Linked DNA regions of Mus musculus: region 2 is linked to region 1. Evidence: chromatin contacts called from public HiChIP or PLAC-seq data. All regions are on one chromosome and are shown on one strand. Each heading gives the region's core, a stretch centred on a gene start, on an enhancer-like site or on the middle of the called end of the contact. The rest is flanking DNA. Distances are from core to core; before and after follow the strand shown.

Region 1 (7,069 bases), core at 3,822-6,321:
GGTGAGGGTAAGATTCTGATTCATTGGCTGTGATGATTTCTATGATGAAAAGCAATTCATTGCAGAATAAGAGTAACTTATAAAGTCCTCTTCAAAATTGATACAATAATTATAAATATCAAGCAAAGCCTTCAGTTACTCTTTGCTCTTCTCTTACAAGCCATCTCCCAAATTAATTGTCTACATTTCTTTTGACTGTATAAATAATTTTGAAATATGTAGGCTGTTCTGAAAACCATAGTATAGTGTAAAAACATCAAATAAACAATCCTATTAATAGAGAGGCTGAGATAGGAGAAGCATGATTTCAAGACCATTATGTGGCACACAGCAAGACCTTGTCATGTACAAACAAGCAGAAAGTGTATATGGATTGTACAATACTGGACCTATTCTCTCATTACCAAATTAAAGACACCATGGGATGACAGCCAACAAATTTCTAATTCCTCATATTTTTGAATTTTAATCAATTAGGATATGTTGATAATGTTAATTTTCATATTAAGAGATATTAAAACCGGGTATGGTGGTGCCTGCCTTTAATCCCAGCACTCGGGAGGCAGAGGCAGGTGGATTTCTGAGTTCGAGGCCACCATTGTCTACAAAGTGAGTTCCAGGACAGCCAGGACAATACAGAGAAACCCTGTCTCAAAAAAAAAAAAAAAAAAAAAAAAGAGAGAGAGAGAGAGAGAGAGAGAGAGAGAGAGAGAGATTAAGAAAAAGTGATTGTTACTTCCTGTTAATTTTCTTGTCAGAGGTGGAATTATGTTTTTGTGGGATTGTTGAAAGATTACTTTCTTGTTTCTTCTAGGGTGTAGTTTCACTCCTTGTATTAGTGTTTTCCATCTATTATCCTTTGTAGGGCTGGATTTGTGGAAATATATTGTGTAAATTTGGTTTTGTCATGGAATATCTTGGTTTTTCTGCCTATGGTAATTGAGAGTTTTGCTGAATATAGTAGCCTGGGCTGGCATTTGTGTTCTCTTAGAGTCTGTATGACATCTGCCCAGGATTTTCTAGCTTTCATAGTCTCTGGTGAGAAGTCTGGTGTAATTCTGATAGACCTGCCTTTATATGTTACTTGACCTTTTCCCCTTACTTCTTTCTTATTTATTTATTTATTTATTTATTTATTTATTTGGTTTCTCTGTAGCCCTGGCTGTCCTGGAACTCACTTTGTAGACCAGGCTGGCCTGGAACTCAGAAATCTGCCTGCCTCTGCCTCCCAAATGCTGGGATTAAAGGCGTGCACCACCACACCCTGCTCCCTTACTTCTTTTAAAATTCTTTCTTTGTTTAGTGCATTTGGTATTTTGATTATTATGTGTTGGGAGGAATTTCTTTTCTGGTCCAGTCTATTTGGAGTTCTGTAGGCTTCTTGTTTGTTCACGGACATCTCTCTCTTTAGGTTAGGGAAGTTTTCTTCTATAATTTTGTTGAAGATATTTACTGGTCCTTTAAGTTGGAAGTCTTCACTCTCTTCTATACTTATTATCCTTAGGTTTGGTCTTCTCATTGTATCCTGGATTTCCTGGATGTTTTGGATCAGGAGCTTTTTGCATTTTGCATTTTCTTTGACTGCTGTGACAACGTTTTCTATGGTATCTTCTGCCCCTGAGATTTCTCTCTATCTCTTGTATTCTGTTGGTGATGCTTGCATCTATGACTCCTGATCTCTTTCCTAGGTTTTCTATCTCCAGGGTTGTCTCCCTTTGTAATTTATTTATTGTTTCTAGTTCCATTTTTAGATCCTGGATGCTTTTGTTCCTTTCCTTTGCCTGTTTGGTTGTGTTTTCCTGTAACTCTTTAAGGGATTTTTGTGTTTCCTCTTTAAGGGCTTCTAGCTGTTTATCTGTGTTCTCCTGTGTTTCTTTAAGGGAATTATTTATGTCCTTCTTTTTTTTTTTTTTTTTTTTTTTTTTTTTTCCGAGACAGGGTTTCTCTGTGTAGCCCTGGCTGTCCTGGAACTCACTTTGTAGACCAGGCTGGCCTTGAACTCAGAAATCTGCCTGCCTCTGCCTCCCGAGTTATTTATGTCCTTCTTAATGTCCTCTATAATCATCACGAGAGGTGATTTTTAGATCTGAATCTTGCTTTTCTGGTGTGTTGGGGTATCCAGGACTTGGTATGGTGGGAGAATTTGGTTCTGATGATGCCAAGTAACCTTGGTTTCTGTTGCTTCTGTTCTTATGCTTGCCTGCCGACATCTGGTTATCTCTAGAGCTCCTTGTCCTCACTATATCTGATGGGAGCCTGTCCTTCTTGTAATCCTGATTGAGTCAGAACTCCTCAGAGTCCAGCTGTCTCTGGGATCCTGAGATTCTGGGTGTGTCAGAATTCCTGGGAGTCAAGCTACCTTTGAGACTGGGGATCCTGGTGTGACCAAGCTCCTGGGATCCTGTGATCCTCTGATCCTGGGCGTGTTAGAGCATCTGGGAGTGGAGCTGTCTCTGGGTGTTGTGGGTCTGGCTTCGGAGTTTGTGCCCAAGGCCTGCTTGGCCTCAGTTTCTTAAGAGTTGGGATTACAGATGTGTATGTCTTATTCTTCCTCACTGCTTTATTTTGGGTCTCATGTGCACCACGCTGGTTTTGAACTCTGTATAGCTGAGGGTGACCTTGAACTCATAAGTGTTAGATCTAGTTGGGAAACCCCCACCCAATTCCCGATTTGGTGTGCACCCAAAAAATCACGAAGGACCATCTCTTGATGTAATTACATGAGGACGTTTAATTACGGAGCTCCGGACTGACATGCATCCCACACAGGAGATAATGAATGTCGGCCACGAGGCTTGAAAGCTAGGGGTTTTTATGGGGTAAGGGGCTTAGGGGCGTGGAATTCAGCATAGCGACACACTATTGGCTTATTCAAACATTAACAGAAAGGGCATCAGGACTTTGTTCCTGTGGGCTGGGGGCTCATCTTTGTTCACATAGCAACCAGTTGATGTATGACTACCCGGTGTCAAGGGGCAATAGACAGAGGGGAGGTTCCGGCCAGATGGTGTTGACTTAGATAATATAGCCCTGCTGGTCCTTGCATACCTTTTTATCTTTACAGTCAAGATGTTCTTAGGAATGCCTTAACAACCATGCCTGGGGGCTGTTCTGCTTTGTTCTCAGTCCCAGGCCGGGGCAGTGGGCTCCTAAACAACTCACAAGTTACAATATTTTATCTTCCTTCATAAGCACCTTATCTTCATTTCTCAAGAGCACCAGTGACATATGTTGCTGTCCATGGGGCTTCTCCCTCATCTCTAACACTGTGGGGTCTTTGTCTCCATTGTTCTGAGTGTGCACCTTGCTCTGGGTTCTCAGCGAATGCTCTCAGTCTGGAAATTCTGTCCCATCTCTCTTCCTTAAATTCCTTTTGGACGGTTGGCCTCTTGGATCAGTCTTGTAATTTTCTTCTCTATTTTTCAGTTCTATCTTCTGCCTCACCTTTTGGAAATTTACTTTGTATAGTAGGTTGAATCATATGCCACTTTATAACTATGACAATCAGTGCTCTGCTATGTACAGAACAAGGCCCTCGGAGGGCTGCGTGCTTCCTGGAGACTCTTGAGAAATCCCAGTGCTTTGCTTGTTAAGGTCATTGGCAGAGGTTGATTTCTGATGGATGTCAGTCAGGAACTCTTCTAGCTTCTAGCTCATCTCTACAGTCCTTGGCTCATGGCTGTCTTCATCCATCTTGAAATAATAACAGAGGGTCAACTTCCTCTCATGTTTTCTACACTCTGTGTTTCTTTGTGGCATGTCTCAGCTTCTAGTCAGAGGGGACTCCTTTGTTTTGTTTTGTTTTTTGTTGTTGTTGTTGTTTTTAATTTGCTTTTTGCCTAGAGCTGGGACTCCTGGCATGTACCACTATGCCTGGCTCTTTAGATTGGGCCTACGAAATAATTTAGGCAAAATTCCTTAGCTTAGTTTCCCTGTTTCAGCATCTCTGGCTTTACCTTATAAAGTTGTTTTTCCTGTCACAGGGTCTGAAGATTAGGACACACACACACACACACACACACACATGCACTCAACATATTTATATGCAACACATATATGCAATATATACATTTGTTTTTATTTATTTATTTACTTTTGAGGCAGAGTCTCTCTATGTAGCTCTGGAGCTCTGGCTGTCCTGGAACTCACTTTGTAGACAAGGCTGGCCACTGCTTCTTTAGTGATAGGATTAAGGTGTACAGCGCTGCTGCCTGGCAGGATTCACATATTTTTGTGCATCTTTGCTGTGCAAGGGGACACACACACACTGAGTTATGCACCAACCAAAGAATGTTTTTCATCTTGAATGTAACAGTGACAACTTCAAAAGTCCATTTTTTTCCTTCAATATGTATAGTTGTTTTCCCTTGTGAATTATTATTTTTCTAATTGTTACTTTTGTCTGTGTGCCTCCCACATCTCTCTTCCTTACCGCCTTTTTGGGGAAGAAGGGACTGCCCACTTCCTGTTAGCCCTTCAGCTCATCCTTTTGCTTTTTCCCCATTCTCGAGACAGAGCCTCAGATAGCCTAGGCTGGCCTGGATAATCTTGACCTTGTGATTCTCCCGCTCCTATCCTGATCCCTTGAGTATTTAAGGTGTGCACTACACGCCTGGGTTTATCCTTGTTTTTTGTTTGTTTTCTTTTCTTTTTTGAACTCTCTTTTGTACCACCAACTCCTGATGCTTGTTTGTGAATGTGCATGGCCTCCTCCCCTGCCCGCTTCCCAGTGCTCAGCCCTGGGAGATCAATTAGCATCACTTAACTTTGTGTACTCTTTGTCCTTGTGGACTTGTCACCTGACTGTAACTTTAGTAGCCTTGGGGAGGAGTAAGCATGGATATAAGTTGGGAAGAGAACTTAAAACCAGTGAACTCTCCAAAGAATGGATTTTATGGTATATAAATTTTATGTCAGTAGAGTACATTTTAAATACTTTTGGTATGTGGTGGTTTTATCGTAAAGCATGACCACAGATTTTAGAGATGAGGAGATTGAACCAGAGACATTTCAGTGAGAGGCCCAGGATAGTGATGGCCAGTGCTGATTCAGCTACATAGTAACAGTATTGTAGCGTTGCCTTTGAGCGAGCAGTGGCCATGCTGGGTATTCAGCACTGCTCCTGTTCTTGTGGTCCTAGCCTAGCCTATTTGCAGGCAACTGGAACTTATACTTAGGAAAGCTGAGCTTGCCGGGTGTGTGTGTGTGTGTGTGTATGTGTGTGTGTGGTGGTGGTGGTGGCGCATGCCTTTAATCCCAGCACTCGGGAATCAGAAGCAGGCAGATTTCTGAGTTCAAGGCCAGCCTGGTCTACAGAGTGAGTTCCAGGACAGCCAGGGCTATAAAGAGAAACCCTGTCTTGAAAAAAACAAAAACAAAACAAAAGCAAAACCAAAAAACCAATATTATCAATGATTCTAAGATAGTGATGATATTTATGCTCTGGGTTGTCTTCAGGATAGATGGGAAAAATGAGACCCCTTGACAGCAGCAACAGCAGATGCTCAGGAGAAAGGGGGCTGCGCTGCTTCTGTGTTTTCTTCCTTCCCAGCCCTCATAACGTAGCTTGATAAATGCCCAGAATGCAGAGTGGCTTAAAAACATACAAGGGGAGTTAAGTGGTCTATAGCTTTTATCAACATAGCCCAGATCAATGCGGTGAGAGCATTTCCCGTTCCTCCTTAGGGATTGCACGTCAAACCTCCATTACTGTTAAGTACTCTTCCCAGGCAATACCTGTTTCTGTACATTTCTAACTTCTTCATTTCATCTCCACCGTCTTTTATACACCTGTGAGGATATAAGAGATAGCTATAATATTGCCTTAAGCAATCCAGTGTTAATACACGACACTAAATTGATCTCTTTCCAAAGTCAGTCTTGACTTCTTGGGCCTCTTAGCCCTTTAGCGCCTTGAATTTTCACGTCCATGCAGGGAAGGCTGGTCTTCTGGATTATGATGACTTCCAGACTGTGCTTTGAGCTGCCTCTTGATTAGCCAGCAAGTCAGAACTGCCCTGGGGTCAGCACACTTAGCAAATAAAAATATTTAGGATGCCTAAGAATTTTGGGTGAATAATGAAAACAAAATTCAGTAAAATATATTGCAATATTATGGGGGAATAAGCTAGTAGTAAAACAAACAAACACACTTGTTATGTATTTGAAATTTAAATTGAAGTAGGTGTCCTGTATTTTATCTGGCAACTCTAGGTCTCCTGAAAGACCACAGCCCGGGCTCCTAGCTTTAGAAAACAACTGCAGTGTGTGTGGGGAAGGAGGCCTCACTATCAAACAGATGCCTCTGTTCACACTGTACCCTTTCTCTAGACCCATGAGCCTCTGCAGGCATGCATTATGAAAGCTCCTGCTTTGGCAGGCTTCCATACATTGTCAGGGCTTTTGGCCTCTTTCCCAGGATAAACTTTTCGATGGCTACTCTTGGTTGGAAGTGTGGTCAAGGAGTAGCTGATGCTCTAATGCAGAGTCAAGGAGAGAAGCAGAGAAAGCCAGCATCTGCGTTACTACCTGTTTCCCCGTCCATACCCCAGACTCAGGGCTGCCACTTCAGGAAGCTTCCAATGTCTTCTACTTGGTGTGATTTTTGCTGGCTGTCAGTTTAGGGAGGTATGCATGATAGGGCAGAATACCACATTCCCCCTTCCTCCCTCCCTCCCTTCCCTTCTCCCTCCCTCCCTCCCTCCCTTCCTTCCCCCATTATTTATTTGTTTAGTGACTGGGCCAGAGAACAAACCTAGTGTCTTCTGCAGGCTAAAATTGCCATACCATACATCTATACCTTCTTTCCTCTTCTCTTCAATACTTGTGCTTGCTTCAGTTAATGTTTTGGGAAACTAATCTACTGTTTCTTATAAATTCATTAATGGTTCAGCTTATAGAAGTACCCACCTGGATGCTGTGGTTTCCTGTCTGTAGTCCTGGCTACTTGTGTGGCTGCTAACAGAAGATTATGAGGCCAGCCTAATGTCTTAGGGTTTTCATTGCTGTGAGGAGACACCATGACTGAGAACTCCTATAAAGACGACATTTAACTGGGGTTGGCTTATGG
Region 2 (6,843 bases), core at 2,051-4,550, 650 kb before region 1:
AGGGGTAAGAGGCAGACAAGTAAGAGCATAAGAGATAAGAGAGAAAGCAGGGGCTGAACAGCCCCTTTTATGATCTTTACGGTTGCTAGGTAACTGGGGAGGAGTTTATCCTAGAGGTCAGAAGCTTGGGCCATTGCCTATGTGACTACTAACCATGCTTCTCTTGTGGGAGCTGTGCAGGAGTGGGTGGGGAGGTGGGGGGGGTGGAGGGTGGTAACTTAGCCAGGAGCATGAGGGAACGCCTACCATGTCATAAAGGTGAATTATGACCATCAGGGTTCAGACCTCAGCTCGACTGGAGACCAGCCTGCAATTCCCCACACATCTTGACTTTCAGCACTGGATTTGGGCAGCTTCAGGCAGCTGGCTTCCTGGACTGGCAGCTTCTGAGTTCTCAGCCTATCCAGTGCTGTAGACTGACATTGTTGGGCTCCTGTCATAGGAGCCAATCTAATAGGCATCCTTAAATAAATTCACATGCATTATGTTCCCAGCCTGATACCCATCCAGAGAGGGCTGAGATCGAGTGAGGTGGAGTCAGTAATGCACAGGGAAGATGTAGCACACATGGAGTTGTCAGTGTGAGATGCGAGTGTGATGACCCTCCCTTTTACACAGTGCTACCCAACTCACTGGGGAAAGGGTTGAAGCGCCCTCACCTCCATATGGTTTACATCTGAAACGGAAGGAGGACACTGAAGATGCTGATGTCACTGAGTAGGGAGGAGGTGAAAGGAGAGGAAAGAGGACTCAGAACATGTTTTGTGTATGGATATGTGATCTGGAAGATGGGCTGTCAAGTCATACCCATGCCCCTATATCAATTCTAGTACATTCCACCTAGGAGAGTTGGGTTGTTTTGTGAGACCCCGACTTAGAGTGTTTCTACCTGGAAGGTAAGGCCCCTGGATGTTCCCCAAGCTTGTTTTCCCTGATCTCTAAAAATGCAGGCAGAAAGAAGCTCTTTGTTCTCTATAGCCAGCAAAAAGCCTTTTTGTTTCTGTGCCTTACAGCCAGAGATGCGATAATTGTAGGAAGACCTACAAGGACATGGAGATAGAGGAGGCTGCAGCTCACTCCCCCCGCCCCTCGCCAGAAAGGAGCTGTAGCCAACTCTCCTCCCAACTCCTCCCAATTCCTCAGCCAGCTGTTAAAAGCCCCCTACTGTCACCACTCAGGGTCAAACTCCCCTGCCCTGGATGGCAGAGGGACTTTTGTCCTCAGCTAGCTGATAATAAAACCTCTTGCAGTTTGCATCAGGTGTGGTTTTCTCTCGGGACATTGGGGCGTTGGCCAGCTCATCCCGGGACTTGAGGGGAGGCCCAGCTTCAGGGGTCTTACAGTTTCTTGTTTGTTAGTTTAATCATTTTGGAGAAGGGGAAATCACACGTTAACAATCCATGATGCCAACTTCCTGTGGAGCTAAGCTCAGCAAAGAGAGACAAGTTCAACTTCCTTTTACCAGTATGAATGAAGAGGTACTTGGCTGGGCCACCATGTACCTCTTTTTGTCCACTTACGGGTCCATCGTACTGTTCTCCTGTGAAGACAGGAGTATGTCAATGAAAGAATGTTTGAAGCTCACTTAACTGTCTCTCACCCAGTAAGGTCCATTACAGAGCACTATCCAGCCATCCAGATAGTCGCCTTCACCTCCTTCCCCAAAGGCACTCACTTCCTGGTTTCCAGAAAGCCGTGTAGTAAAATGGTTGCTGTGCAGGTTTCCATCTGAGGTGGCGGGTGTCAGCTGGATGGGCTGCCTGCCTTTGATGGGGTTCCCTTTCACACACACTGGCAGTTTCCTGTACTCTCCAGTAACTGTTGCTGTTGTCCACAGATCTTACAGAGCAGTCAGTGACTGCTGCCCACTCCCTGTCATCTGCGTCTTGCTTTGTTCCATGTATGTCCTCACGGTGACTCTTCCTGGTCCCTCCAGATCTGGAGAGAATTCTTTTTTTTTTTTTTAAGATTTATTTATTTATTATATGTAAGTACACTGTAGCTGTCTTCAGAAGCACCAGAAGAGGGCATCAGATCTCATTATGGATGGTTGTGAGCCACCATGTGGTTGCTGGGATTTGAACTCAGGACCTTCAGAAGAGCAGTCAGCGCTTTTACCCCCTGAGCCATCTCTCCAGCCCAGGAGAGAATTCTTAATGTGCCATCACCTATATGTGCCTGAATTTAGGAGGAGACAGGCTCTCCATGAGAATCTGCACAATGAGCCTGGCTTGGACAAAGGTGATTCAGGTTCAGTAATTAATGGATGCTTCATCGCTTACAGAAAATCATCTGTGTATTCGAGGTACCCCCAAGTGGTGAAGCGGGCTTCAAACATTCTTCCACTGACATACTCCTCTCTTTGCAGGAGAACAATATGGTCCACCCATAAGTGGACAAGACTGGAATCAAGGCTGTTTATGAAAATATTGTTTAAAAAAAAAAAGAGGCTTCGTGACAGATATGTAGGTAAAGAAAAGGAAAGCCCAAGAACTTAATGGGGGATACTTTTAATGTTGGAAGAGCATGTAGGGAAACATGATGCTGATCCTTAAAGGACCAACACTCCCGTAACAGGAGTTAGTGAGAGCAAGGCACAAGAAAGCTGTTTGAACCAGGCAGTGGTGGCGCACGCCTTTAACCCCCCAAACTCAGGAGACAGAGGCAGGTGAATCTCTGCGAGTTTGAGGCCAGCCTGGTCTACAAAGCAAGTTCCAGGACAGCCAGGGCTACACAGAGAAACCTTGTCTGGAAAGAAAGAAGGAAAGAAAGAAAGAAAGAAAGAAAGAAAGAAAGAAAGAAAGAAAGAAAGAAAGAAAGAAAGAAAGTAAGTTAGTTGTTTGATTGATCGTAGGTTTATGTGACTCACAAGCCTTCAGGTTGAAGACCTGAAAAACCAAGATAAGGTTCACAATTTATGCTTCAGTTCTATAAAGACACTCAGGTAGAAGTGTGATTGAATAAGATGGAGCTGGGAGAGCCAGCAGAGCCTGTCTGTTCAGATTCTCCCAGAATTCTGTGGAGCACACCTTCCTTCCAGGCACAGGGCAGGATCCTTTCTGGAATGGTTTTAGCAGGATAGGTTAGGTCATTTTGCAAGGAGCAGTGGTTAGTCAGAAAGTCAGGAAAGGCAGGATCATGTTTTGGGGGGTTATGTCTGGTTTTAGAGAAAAGGGTTCTGGTTGCTATCTTCACATTGCAGGAGAGGAAGTCTAGCTTGTGTGGCTTGTGCAGAGGGAGTGGTCAGAGAGGGGCTGGGAGAGCTCTGTGGGCACCCTTGTTGCCTAGGACTTCCCCACAGACACCCCAACCTAAGCATTTGCATATTTTTCAGGCATTTAAGTAAAGGGTGGAGGAGACACTTAGGAACAGACAGTTGAAAGAAGAGAGAAAAAAAGTTCCAGACAATGGCAAAATTACTAAATGTATCCCAGATTCAAAATGGAGAACAGGCAAAAAAAACATGTCATTTAGGAATCCTTGGGTGTCTGTTGTCTTAAAAGTCTTTGAGGGATTCAAGTAGACAGCAGGCTCCCAATCAACTCATCTCCACAAGCAGACTGATATTCAAAGAGGAGTGGAGCAGAAGTCTTTGTTAATCATAATAAAGAATTTGCTGCATTCAAATGAAATACCAGCAAAGTGGAAGCAAGCCAGGGCAACACCAGTTTCCCAGGCGGGAATAAAGGCAGCACTGAGAAATTATAGAGCCTTCATCTCAATGTCTGTAATTTGCAAAATAATGGAAACAATAGCAGGGTAAGTTTGCCAAATACATTTACAAATGAGTATCATTCCCGTTAATCAAGCTAGAGATAACGAGCAAGGCTGCTGGGGAGTAGGGGAGGGGTCACAGCCCTCCCTCCCCCTTGATAGAGCCTGTGACACAGTGAATACATTAGATACATTAGATAAGCTTGACTTTAGCGTCCAGATGAATTTTCATCCAAGTGTGATGGTTAATACCCACCAACAACTTCACCGGATATGTAATTACATAGGAGACATACCCAGAGGCTGTGTTAATGAGAGTGTGAAAAGTTTAAAAGATCTGAAAAGATCCACCCTGGATATCTGTGCTCTATCCTGTGAGATCCTGAATGGAATACAAAGGTTTAAACCCAACAGCCCAGTGAGTGGTGCTATTCACATCCTCCTGGACTGTGGACTGGGTGGCCAGTCTCCTCCTGCTCCTTTGCCATGTTTTCCCCACCATGACAATCTGTATACCTCAAACCCGGAGCCCAAGTCAACCCTTCCTTCTTTAAGTCTCTCTTGCCTAGTGTTTGTCACAGCGGTGACAGAAACAACTGATTCACAATGGTCCCTAGTGCACCTGTTACAGACAAGGCTAAAACTGCAAGGAAAGAGCCAAATAGCCTCTGATAAATGAAGCCTCCCATGAATGCTGTCTGTCTGTCTGTCTCTCTGTGTGTCTTTCTCTGTGTCTCTGTCTGTCTGTCTCTCTTAAAGCCCAAATGAGACATAAAATTAGAAGGGCGGTTAAGCCATAAACTTCCTAGAACTTGGGTGACTGTCCTCGCAGGGGTCGCCTGGCCTGACAGGCTCTCCTTCCAAGTCCAGCAGCACCTCAGCAGCTTCCGGGATGCCCCTTCCGGCGCTCTTCCCACTCTTGTCTGGTGAGATGCAGCTGCAGAGCGGGCAGGGCATGCTGTCCCTTCCGGGACTCCCACAAACATGATTTTTCCACACTTACTTCTTGTATTGCATTTGATTTATGTAACTTGAATACTTCATTCATAGAGGAAAACTTTGAACTTTTAGAAATGATGTCATTTGGGGTAAGGTATAGCAGACCTGGGCCTAGGAGCTGCAGCCAGAGAAAGATCTTTGATCTTCCTGGATGCTAGGCACCACCAGCTCCTAGGCTCGTCTGTAGCGTCCGAGTGGTTCCAATGCCCTCCACTAGTTCCTTTTGCAAGGCCAGTTCCACCACTGTCCACGTAGATTTAAGAGCCAGCAGCTCCTCGTCCCTGGTTTTCTCCTTTCTTGATTCTTCAACCCGGAAATGCCAGTAATCCAGGCCAATGGGCTTAAACTCCCTAAATTTTACAAAATCCCCCTTTTCATCCATTGCCATTCGCACAGCTCAAGGCGGACATGTGTTCCTCCTTCCGTTGGTCAGGATCCCCAGGCCTGCGCTGGAATCCATCCACTTCTGTCTCTGTGGAGACCTCACATCAGTCTCAGTCAGTCAGCCCTTGAACCCAGTGCTGCTTCTAGCTCCCCCCCCCGACCCCCCCACCCCCCACCCCCACCCCGCTCCCCATGGCTTCAGACTTGACCTTCTGAATGGAACCATCCTGCCAGGCCAATTCCTCATGCTGAGCCCTTAAACCTCTCTCCCATTCCAATAGTACAGAAGATAAAATCTTCCTAAACGCTTCTAATAATTCCCTCATTTCTAAATCATTACCTCATTCTTCTCAAACCCTGGGACAAATGAGTGAGGTGCCTCCTTCACATATCAGATCATACTTGACCTCCAGGTTCTCCCAGCATCCCTCAGTCCCATTACAGGGTATGGATGGCATATCGTCTCCTACCCTAAACTTCTCCAGCCTAGAGGCTGGGCTGCCCTTCCCTGTATAGTCCAGCCATTTTAGATACCCATCCTCTTTTGGGCCTCTTGGCTGCTGCACCTGGTCCACCCCACCTTCTCCTCAGAAGGCTCAGGGTCCAGCACAACCCATGGTAAGACTGTTACAGAAAGGAACAGAATACCAGAGTGCAGACTTTAGGTTAACCCCATTCTGCTCCCAACACCTGCTGCGACTCATCTCTTGATTATGGTTCTCCCTGGAGATTCTTTTCAGGTTCATGAACATGTTCTGCCCCAGGCAGGCTGTTGTTCCTTTATATTGCCAGATAGGAGTGAGGCTCAGGTGCTCAGAACACTGTACAAGCAGACTTGTAGCCAAGATAAGAGAGGACATATGGTGGTTTGAATAGGAATGGCCCCCATAGGAATGCTTGGCTATAGGGAATGGAACTATTAGGAAGTGTGGCCTTGTTGGAATAGGCATGGCATTGCTGGAGGAAGTGTGTCACTGCGGGTGGGCTTTGAAGGTCAAGCAAAGACTAATGTCTCAGTCTCCTTCTGCTGCCTGCAGATCAAGATGTAGAACTCTCAGCAACCTCTCCAGCACCATGGCTGCCTGCATGCTGTCATGCTTCCCGCCACAATGATAATGGATTAAGCCTCTAAAACTCTAAGTTAGCTCCAATGAAATGTTTTCCTTTATAAGAGTTGCCTTGGTCATGGTGTCTCTTCACAGCAATAAAACCCTCACACGGAACTTGGTACCAGAGACTCAAGTATTGCCGTGATAGGCCTGACCATGCTTCTGTTTGGAGAAATGTGGATTATGGGATGTTGGAATAGAAAAACAGTTGAATGCTTTAAATGGGGCTTAACGGGCCATTCTAGCAAGAACATAGGAGACATTGGTGCTGAGGGTGATTTGAACTGTAGGGACCTGGTTCAAGTGGCTTCAGAAGAGAAGCATTTTAGTACATGACCTAGAGACTGTTCCTGTGGTATTTTGGTGAAGAATGAGGCTGCTTTTTACCCTTGTCCACAAAGGTTTGTTTGTTTGTTTGTTTTGGTTTTTTGTTTGTTTTGTTTGTTTTGTTTTGAGGCTAAAGCTTTGGTTTTAGATGAATTCCCATGACAGAAGAAATCTCGAAACCACCCAGTACAGACTTTGTTGTGTGGTTGTCAGTGGTCACTCTTATCCAGAGCAAACTGACCAAGGAAAATACAACAAGCATAATTCGAGGAGAAGGGGGCACCACGAAGTGGAAGGGAGCCAAGTCCTG

Evidence for each region. HiChIP or PLAC-seq counts read pairs in DNA pulled down with a chosen protein or histone mark.
Region 2: a contact with region 1 is called in an H3K27ac HiChIP or PLAC-seq map of embryonic stem cells, with 5 times the contacts expected there. The contact joins two enhancer-like sites. A contact is called at or near these places in 1 of 39 promoter capture datasets (cranial neural crest) and 3 of 115 datasets of contacts at active chromatin or transcription factors (embryonic stem cells, pancreatic cancer cells and pro-B cells).

The regions. Positions count from the first base shown.
Region 1 is chr3:9,006,468-9,013,536 of GRCm38.p6, reverse strand. No RefSeq gene overlaps it. Among named protein-coding and RNA genes, the nearest start is that of Gm46832, 18 kb to the left of the region's middle. Within about 2 kb of position 5,071, at least 14 of the 459 cell types and tissues checked have an H3K27ac peak or open chromatin away from gene starts, as enhancers often do. A contact at or near this core is called in embryonic stem cells, where this site is marked.
Region 2 is chr3:9,651,553-9,658,395 of GRCm38.p6, reverse strand. The region is part of intron 4 of Gm33169 (a long non-coding RNA gene); the gene reads left to right. It also overlaps the pseudogene Gm17806. Among named protein-coding and RNA genes, the nearest start is that of Gm33169, 8.1 kb to the left of the region's middle. Within about 2 kb of position 3,300, at least 40 of the 459 cell types and tissues checked have an H3K27ac peak or open chromatin away from gene starts, as enhancers often do. A contact at or near this core is called in embryonic stem cells, where this site is marked.